Regions from separate parts of the Oryctolagus cuniculus genome. Here region 1 is linked to region 2. Evidence: chromatin contacts called from public Hi-C data. All regions are on one chromosome and are shown on one strand. The core of a region is the stretch at or near the end of the contact, and the rest is flanking DNA. Distances in the headings are between cores, read along the strand shown.

The links. Hi-C and Micro-C count contacts between places; a contact is called where the count stands out from the background.
Region 1: a contact with region 2 is called in a Hi-C map of an unstated tissue, with 2.5 times the contacts expected there. The contact joins two enhancer-like sites. A contact is called at or near these places in 2 of 6 Hi-C or Micro-C datasets (skin fibroblasts and an unstated tissue).

The regions. Positions count from the first base shown.
Region 1 is chr4:121,463,527-121,467,644 of mOryCun1.1, reverse strand. No RefSeq gene overlaps it. Among named protein-coding and RNA genes, the nearest start is that of IQCJ, 180 kb to the left of the region's middle. Within about 2 kb of position 2,559, at least 1 of the 8 cell types and tissues checked has an H3K27ac peak or open chromatin away from gene starts, as enhancers often do.
Region 2 is chr4:120,813,968-120,818,025 of mOryCun1.1, reverse strand. SCHIP1 (schwannomin interacting protein 1) reads left to right here. Exons shown (of 9, transcript XM_008266404.4): 5 at 2,532-2,649; 6 at 3,613-3,810. Among named protein-coding and RNA genes, the nearest start is that of IL12A, 110 kb to the right of the region's middle. Within about 2 kb of position 1,880, at least 1 of the 8 cell types and tissues checked has an H3K27ac peak or open chromatin away from gene starts, as enhancers often do.

The DNA of each region.
Region 1 (4,118 bases), core at 1,310-3,809, 650 kb before region 2:
GTTCTAGCCTGGCTGCCCAAGATGACCTTGGTATAAGGCTCTTTTGTACTTTCCTTTTATAAATAAGAAATCTCCAGTGTTGGTGAGGGGAGGTAGTTATTCAGATCTCTAGATTAGGTCTGCATCCTTCATTCTTCCATTCAACAAACATCTGAGCGAGTGCCTAGTTTATGCCAGGCCTTCCTTTGCCAGGCATGGGGGTACAGTGATCACCCAAATGCACACAACCTCTGCTCTTGCAGTTTACATAGTTTCCTGCACCTACATTCAGACTGCTTCATCACCTTCGAGTTCAAGTTTCATTGCCCTTTTTAGATATACAGCCTCCAGGCTTTAAATACCTCAGGAGAAAGCTAATGACCACAGGAAGAAAGTCTTGTTACAAAATCACAGTAGTTCTGGGAGGTATCTCAGCTCTAAAAGAGGATTTCCAGAACCCCCTTCCAATGCAATGCGGAGAGCTGTGAAATTATACAGAACTGAAACCCTGTGCTTCTTAATAATTTAATAACCTAGATTTTCCAGGTCAGGGGCAAGGTATAACATTGTGTCCAGCTATTATAAATTAGATTCTCTGTGTTCTACTGCTTTAGCACCCAAACTGTGGCTTCCATTCTACCAAAGAACACAAACTTCATTAGTCCAATTGTCTTAGATTTGGGTTCAGAGAATATAGTAATAATATACCAGAAAAAGAAGAGTTCTTGTTCTTGATATTAACATGGAAGCATTTATGCTTTTGTTTTCAAACCAGAGTCAGAATATTCATGTTTTCTTTTTCAAAAGTTTGGGAATTATGTAATCATTATGAAAGTGTGCATAAATATATTTTTGTATAAAAATAGTGTCTGTACCACAATCTCTTTTTCCTTTTACATCCTTGAATATTGGCTGATAACAGAGATTCCAGTTCCTGAATTATCCTTTTCACTTCATGGTTGGAGGTTATTTTTTCTGTACAAGTTTAAAAATGAGCATGTTGTTTTGGTTTTGGGATTTCAAAGATCTTTTTAGAAGACTGCTAACATTCAATACTGCCTGGATTCAATTTTGTGCAAAATTGACCACTCATTGATCACTGGCTCATTCCTCTCTGGTAACCTAATAAATCCTCCTTAGCAGTCTCTGGGCTTATTGACCTGTGAGTGTAGATGCAAAATCCTTGGATGGCATGCACCTTTCTTTGGATAAAGTCTGCTGGGCATGAGCTTGTTTTCTTTGCCATTTATTTCAAGTCCAGCCTTGACATTTGTGCTCATGTAGATTTCCTCCTTGTGCTATAGTTTACAAGAGACAAGCATTGGATCTCTAATTTAGATCCTAGTGCACCCCTCTCAGAGTCCAGTATCATCCAGTATCATTTCCCTCATTGGATAAGCATGAAAGATGCATTAGGTGTAAGGAGAAATCGGGTGTTTTGGAACAGGAGATGAGCCATTATTATAACACCCCCTACTGCCCCCCTCCCCATTTTCTGGAAAGCTCCTTTGTGTAAGGCTCTGTTGGGCTTTCCTTTTACAAATAAGAAATCTCTGTGGGAGGCAGTTATTCATATCGCTGGATGAAGTTTGCATCATTCATTCATTTGTTCAACAATTATCTGAATGCCTAGTGTATGCCAAGCTTTTGCAGGTACTGGGTATACAATGATTATCCAAATGCACACAACCTCTGCTTTTAACAGTTAAGATAGTTTCCTACCATGGCTGCAATTGTTGTAACAGAAGCACTGATAACTTATAGGAGATACTCATTAACTGTTTGTTGATTATCTATACAGAAGTCTTGGGTATTATTAACAAACATACGACTGTTGAAACATCTTAGAGCTGAATTTCCCAGAGTATGGTACCCAGCTGATTAGTTTTTAGATGGTCAATAAATGTTAATTGGAAAAGAGATGAAACAAACCAATTCATTTATTCCAGAATGCCTTAGAGCAAATTTAAATTAATACACATTTTGAGCCTGCAGGAAGAGGTACTGTTTTCATATTTCCCAAACTCCCTTGACCAGGCAGTCCAATATGACACACATTATTGTATTATTAATCCATGGAACATATGTTGAGAAAAACCATTCTAGAGTTAGTAGTTACTGAAGAAAAATTCTAAGAGCTGCAATTTCTTTGACTCCATAATAAAATTAATATGAATTGAACAGTGCATTTTATAAAACTTCCAGTTAAAATTTTACACATGACATCCCCTTTTTTAGTGTAGAAATGTATTATGCAGATGGAAATGTTATTAAGTCAGCTCACATATAAACCTTATTACATTAGCTGGCTTGCAGGATGTGTGTGTGTGTATATATATATATATCTGTATATATATATATATTACACTCAGCAAAACAACAGTATTTGGAATATGAAGTTTTATGAAGTCAGTAAGTAACTCCTTTTTTCTTCTTGGACTAGGAACTAATTTTTATAGACGAGATTTAAGCAGAAGGAGATCAAAATCTCAGCTTTATTTCCCATCCAGGTTGGATTTATGGGTGCAATTCTGACTGTGGCCACACTGGGCCACCTGCTTCCTAAGTGTGGAATCAGATAAGCTTAGCAGCCACAGGAGGCACCGAACTCCGTTGGCCTCAACCCAGGGCAAGGCTGCACTGGATTCTGTAGAGGGAGGCCGATTCTGCAGAAAAACAGATGGAGGGTGAACCTGGGCTGCAGATACTTGATTGTTTTGCTTAATTCTTCAGTCAGTGAGTGAGGAAAGGAAATCACAGGCTGGAGGCCTTTAGGAAAAGAATTCCTCGTGGAAACCTGAGGAAGTGAAAGAAGGAAGTTCCCAATATCAGCCACTTCATGTAGCACCAAGTTGGCTTTTTATCATGATTACCATCATACTATCTTCTATTTACTTTGGTCTTTAGGTGATTATGTGTATTACAGTATATTAATTGTTAGTGATTTCAAGTAAGAATTACTTGGGGACTTTAAAAAAAAAAAAGGTTGTCAAAACTGTAGCAGATTTATGTTCGAGAAGGGACTTTGTCATTGTTAAACTGTAGAAAACACCAAGTTGTAGAAACTAGGAAAAAAAAGAAATCCGTTTTGCTTAGAAAACTAACATGACTAAGACATCCAGGTAATCATTTTTTTTCCTTTATTTTTGTTTGGATGCTTTAGCATTGCATAGATATAGTTTGAGGAGGTACTGAAGTAAATTTTTCCTGGTCTCAAGTCAAAATCACTATTACTTTATAGAATTTGCCCAGTAACACTGATTGTGTGAAAAACTGTTTTCTCTTCCTCATACTTATAATTCTCTCTTAAAACCTAACAGACTACTATGCTTTTTAGAGAAGGTTTCTGTTGTTTGGACTATTTTGGTTTTAATTAAAAGAGAGAATACATTAATAGTGATGATTAGACTCATTCCAAGTCAGCTTCATTTTGGCTATAAAGATTATTTATTTGTCTTGTAAAGGAATGAGATGATTTAACTATTAGCTTAAAAGAATATCAATGACAGCTGAAAATCCTTTTTTTAAAAAAAATCCTACATTACAACATGTGACTAAATGTAACTCACTAAATACATCACGTGGTAGTGCTCATTACATAGTCTAAAGTAATACCCATATGTCATATCTATCAGGTAGTTGTATAGAATAATTATAATACAGCTTTGGGGTGGGCGTTTGGTACAGAGGTTATAATGTTGCTTGGTTTGCCCAAATTCAGAATGAAAGTTCCTGAATTTTGATCTTGGCTCTGCTTCTGATTATAGCTACCTGCAGATGTATGCTCTGGGAAGCAACGGGTGATGGCTCAAGGGTTTGAGTCCCTGACACTCACATGGGGAACCTGGATAGAGTTCTGGGCTTTTGGTTCCAGCCTGGCTGTTGTGGGCATTCGAGGAGTGACCCAGTGAATCAGAGGTCTCTGACTCTCTCTACCTCTTAAATGAATATAATAAATCTAGTATAGCTAAAATTTTGTTACTTTATTCAGAGCTGAAAACCTCTAAAAATAATGTTGTAGACAATTTCCCACCAATGTTTGAAAACATTCTAAAATTCTTTCAGAGATAGTAAGATTCATTTGTTTAAATTATTTTATTCCATTAAATAAAGTGTTGTTAGGAACTGAAGACAGTTTG
Region 2 (4,058 bases), core at 631-3,130:
ACTTTATCTACTCAATAGACAGAAAAGGCTATACAATCCTACATTTGGATTTGACTAGCCTTTACAATGTATAAAAGTACTTAAAAGTACATTGGTGGGGGGAGCTGTGTTGTGGCGGAACAGAGTAAGCCACAGCCTGCCATGCCAGCATCCCATACAGGTGCTGATTCGTACCCCAGCTGCTCTACTGCTGATCCACCCTCCTGCTAATGTGCCTGGGAAAGCAACGCAAGATGGCCCAAGTACTTGGGACCCTGCACTCATGAGAGACCTGGATGAAGCTCCAGGCTCCTGCCTTCAGCCTAGCCCAACCTTGGCCATTGTGGCCATTTGAGAAGTGAACCAGCAGATGGAAGGCCCCCCTCTCTCTCTTTCTCTCTTTCTCTCTTTCTTTCTCTCTCTCTCTCTCTCTCCCCCCACCCCCCTGGGTAACTCTGCCTTTCAAAGAAATAAAGAAAAATCTTTTAAAATATTGTTTAAAGTTCATAGGTAATGCCTTTAAAGATAAATTTATTTTGGTGCTAACAAACTAAATCCATGCATACAACGGGTCTTCAAAAATTTCATGGAAAACCTATATTATGAAAAAACTGGATTTCAAACCTTGTTTGTACCAAAGTGAACTAATCTTTTAATTCCCTTTTTCCACAAACTTTTTGAAAGAACTCTTGTATCTCTTTTTTATTTGTAGTTTTTTCCCACCCATCTTTCAAAATACAGATCTTGCATTTTATTAAATATGTGTTGATTTTATTCTCTTAGACCAACTACACATTCAAGCTAAAATTTGATGGGATCAAAAAGTAATCTGAACATATTAGATTTTTCCAGAAAAGAAAAAAACTCAGTGGAAGAAAGTTTTAAGGAAACAGGTCCCGACTCTGTAGAAGGATGCCTCTGTCAGAGAGGTGATGCGGCATCAGGGGTTGCTCTGGTGAAGTGGGAGGTGTTAGAGTGGGTGGCTTTGGCAGTCCCTTTAGAAAGTCACAGCACCTCTAACATTCAGTCTTCCTTTGTCTAGGATCTGAGTGAGTACAAAAGGGAAGAGAGCTGACATACAGAGCCCCTGACTGATGCCAAGCTCTAAACTCTGTTCTATTTATTAAAAAAAAAAAAAAAAAACAAAACAAAAAAACACCTTTTTGTTATTTATTTTGAGAGAGAAACAGAGATAAACCTCTAATTTGCTGTATCACTCTCCAGATACCCGCAATAGCTGGGGCTGGACAGGCCTAAGCCAGAAGCCAGGAACTCCATCCACATGTCCCCCATGGAGGGCAGAGACCCAAGTACTTGAGCCATCACCCACTGCCTCCCTAGGGGGGCAGAAGCAAGGATCTTGAATCAGAACTGGAACTAAGATTCAAACCCAGACACTCCCATATTGGATGGGGGCATCCGAGTAGCTTCTGAGCCACTGCACCAAACACCTGCCCTGATCAAACTCTTTCAGTCCTTCTTCCAAAACATTGAATTGAGCAGTATTCACCCCATCTTACAGGTGAAGAAACTTGAAGGTCATAGAACTTACAGACTGTTCTTAGAGAAAGAAGTGAGGATGCAGAAGCTGAGTCCAGCTGAGTCCAGCTGACTCCTAACACCCTGAGCTAACTACAGCAAAACCTGTTGCCTGCTTCCCACCAGCCCTGGGTGGGGCTCTCCCTGCTTGTGCTGGTCCCCTGGGGACCCTGTTTCCTCACTGTGGACAGAGCTGGAGCTTTCAGTCATTACAGAGTCTAACAACAGGTGGCAGTAACTCCCTGTAACAATTGCCGTGCCTGTGTTAAATCAGGTTAGACACACAGAGGGCTGAGCCTTTGTGACTGTGCTTCCAGCAGCAGCACTCCCGGCGGCGCAGCACTCCGGGACGGCCACGAAGGGGATGGGCTCCCCAGAGCTCCCTGCCTCGGAGGCCCTGCGTGTGGGAGGCAGTCCGCAGGGCTCTGCAGCAGGTGTGGGGTTCTTTACATTCCTCAGGGGTGAACCTGTGATATTGTTCAGTGACATCACTTGTCTTTTGGCAAGTGCCTTAAATAATGCCTTCTTTCAGAGGACCCTATTCTATTTGAGAAAAAAAAAAAAAGGAGGAATTTGTATTCAGAGAGCTATGACCGTGGGATGCCACCTCTAGTGAGATTCTTTGGATTGTCCCCTGGGATAGGACCCTTGGTGACACCAGGCAGCCTTCTGCGGCTGAGGAGTCCATTCATGTTGACTGACAGGACTGTGCACTCGGTGACTCAGCACACTTGAATTGTAGGTCAACTGTGTGTTTGGTATTGTGCTGGTTGCTATACTACGCCAGTCTTAAAGCGTTTTTCACTTAACGTGGAAGTTGCATGAAAAATCTAACGTTAGGAAACCCTCTAATAAAAATTGTCATTTGTAAGTGGAGGGTAATAGTGGCCCCTCACTTTTCTTATGAAGAACACATAAAACTACTTTCTGTTCATAAACATCAGCAGTCCTTTTGGCTATGGCCAAGCAACAAATAGCAAAGAAGAATGTGTGTTCTGTTTGTTTCTTCCTAGACTGCAGAGTGGGATGAACCTGCAGATATGCTTTGTCAACGACAGTGGCAGCGATAAGGACAGCGATGCTGACGACAGCAAGACTGAAACCAGCTTGGACACCCCCTTGTCTCCCATGGTGAGTCCAATGGTCACCAGCCAGTGTGCAGTGTTGCTTTCCTGGCCATTCAGCTGCTTTTCTGTTGTGAATGTGGAACAAACCTTGCAGAGGTTAACAAAAGAAGCATCTCTTGAAATTGCATGCTCCTAAGATTGGACAGTGATTGAAAAATCAGAGTTGTGACTTAAAAGAATACATAAGCTTTATTAAAGTTAATGATTACTTTCCTATGAAACCATAAATCAGATATGTTCCAAAAAAATTATCAAGGAGAAAATATGCTGAATACCAGTCCCCATTCCCACCATGGCTTAGAAATGTGAGCTCATTCCTTCCGTGTGTATCACAAAAGTTGCTTGAATTATCATAGGTGCTTGTTGGTAGAATTCTCTCCTCTGTATGAGGAATGTCTGCATCACTCACCTTTCCTACCAAAGACCAACAAGTAGAAACTGTGTGAGTCATTGGATACCTGAGATCTGAGGTCCAACACAGTGCCTTCACTTGGCAATGAATACTTAGTTGTGTCTGGTCACTTTAGGAAACTTGAGACCCAGGATTAAAGAAGTGTCGCAGGCTTGTCATAAACATGAGAGGCCTTCAAAGGTCCATGGAAGATGCATTATGGGAAAACTATGTATGAATTTCAAGAATTTTTTGTACCCAAAGCACCGTATTTTTTTCCATTATTACATTTTTCATGGTCTTTTTGAAGTATCTCCTGTAGTATATTTTCTTATTAAGTATACTCTTGATTACACTATTATTTTTACTGCCCCTCCTGTTGGTGTGAAAATTAGATTGTATTGCATGGTAGACCTCTTGTATGTGACTTGAGATTCATCTGGGTCCAATCCAGCAGCTCAAGATGGAGTGATGGAGGAAATTCAGCCCCTGAGAGGGCCCCAGGCACGTTGTCACCCTCTCCAAGTGATGCTAACTGGCATGGAACACTCAGCCTGCTGTTTTTCCCCTTTGCAGAGCAAACAGAGTTCTTCCTATTCTGATAGAGACACTACTGAAGAGGAATCTGAATCCTTGGATGACATGGACTTCCTTACAAGGCAAAAGAAATTGCAAGCTGAAGCCAAAATGGCCCTTGCCATGGCCAAACCAATGGCCAAAATGCAAGTTGAAGTGGAAAAGCAGAACAGGAAAAAGTCTCCCGTCGCTGATCTTGTAAGCAGCAAACACTGAAGCGCAGGCGGGTGAGGGCTGCCAGTGGTTGACGCTGTCCCAGTCCTTTCCCAGAGTTGTGCAAACTGGGGTTTCTCCAAGGCAGTTTGTAAAAAGTACTGTCATTGAGAAATAATGAAATCTGTTTCTTTTCCCTTTCTACTGTACCTTCCACTTAAAGACAAATCAGCAACAGATTTCACAAAAGCAGACGTTGCTCTTGATTCATATCTACCATGTTTGTTGGGGGC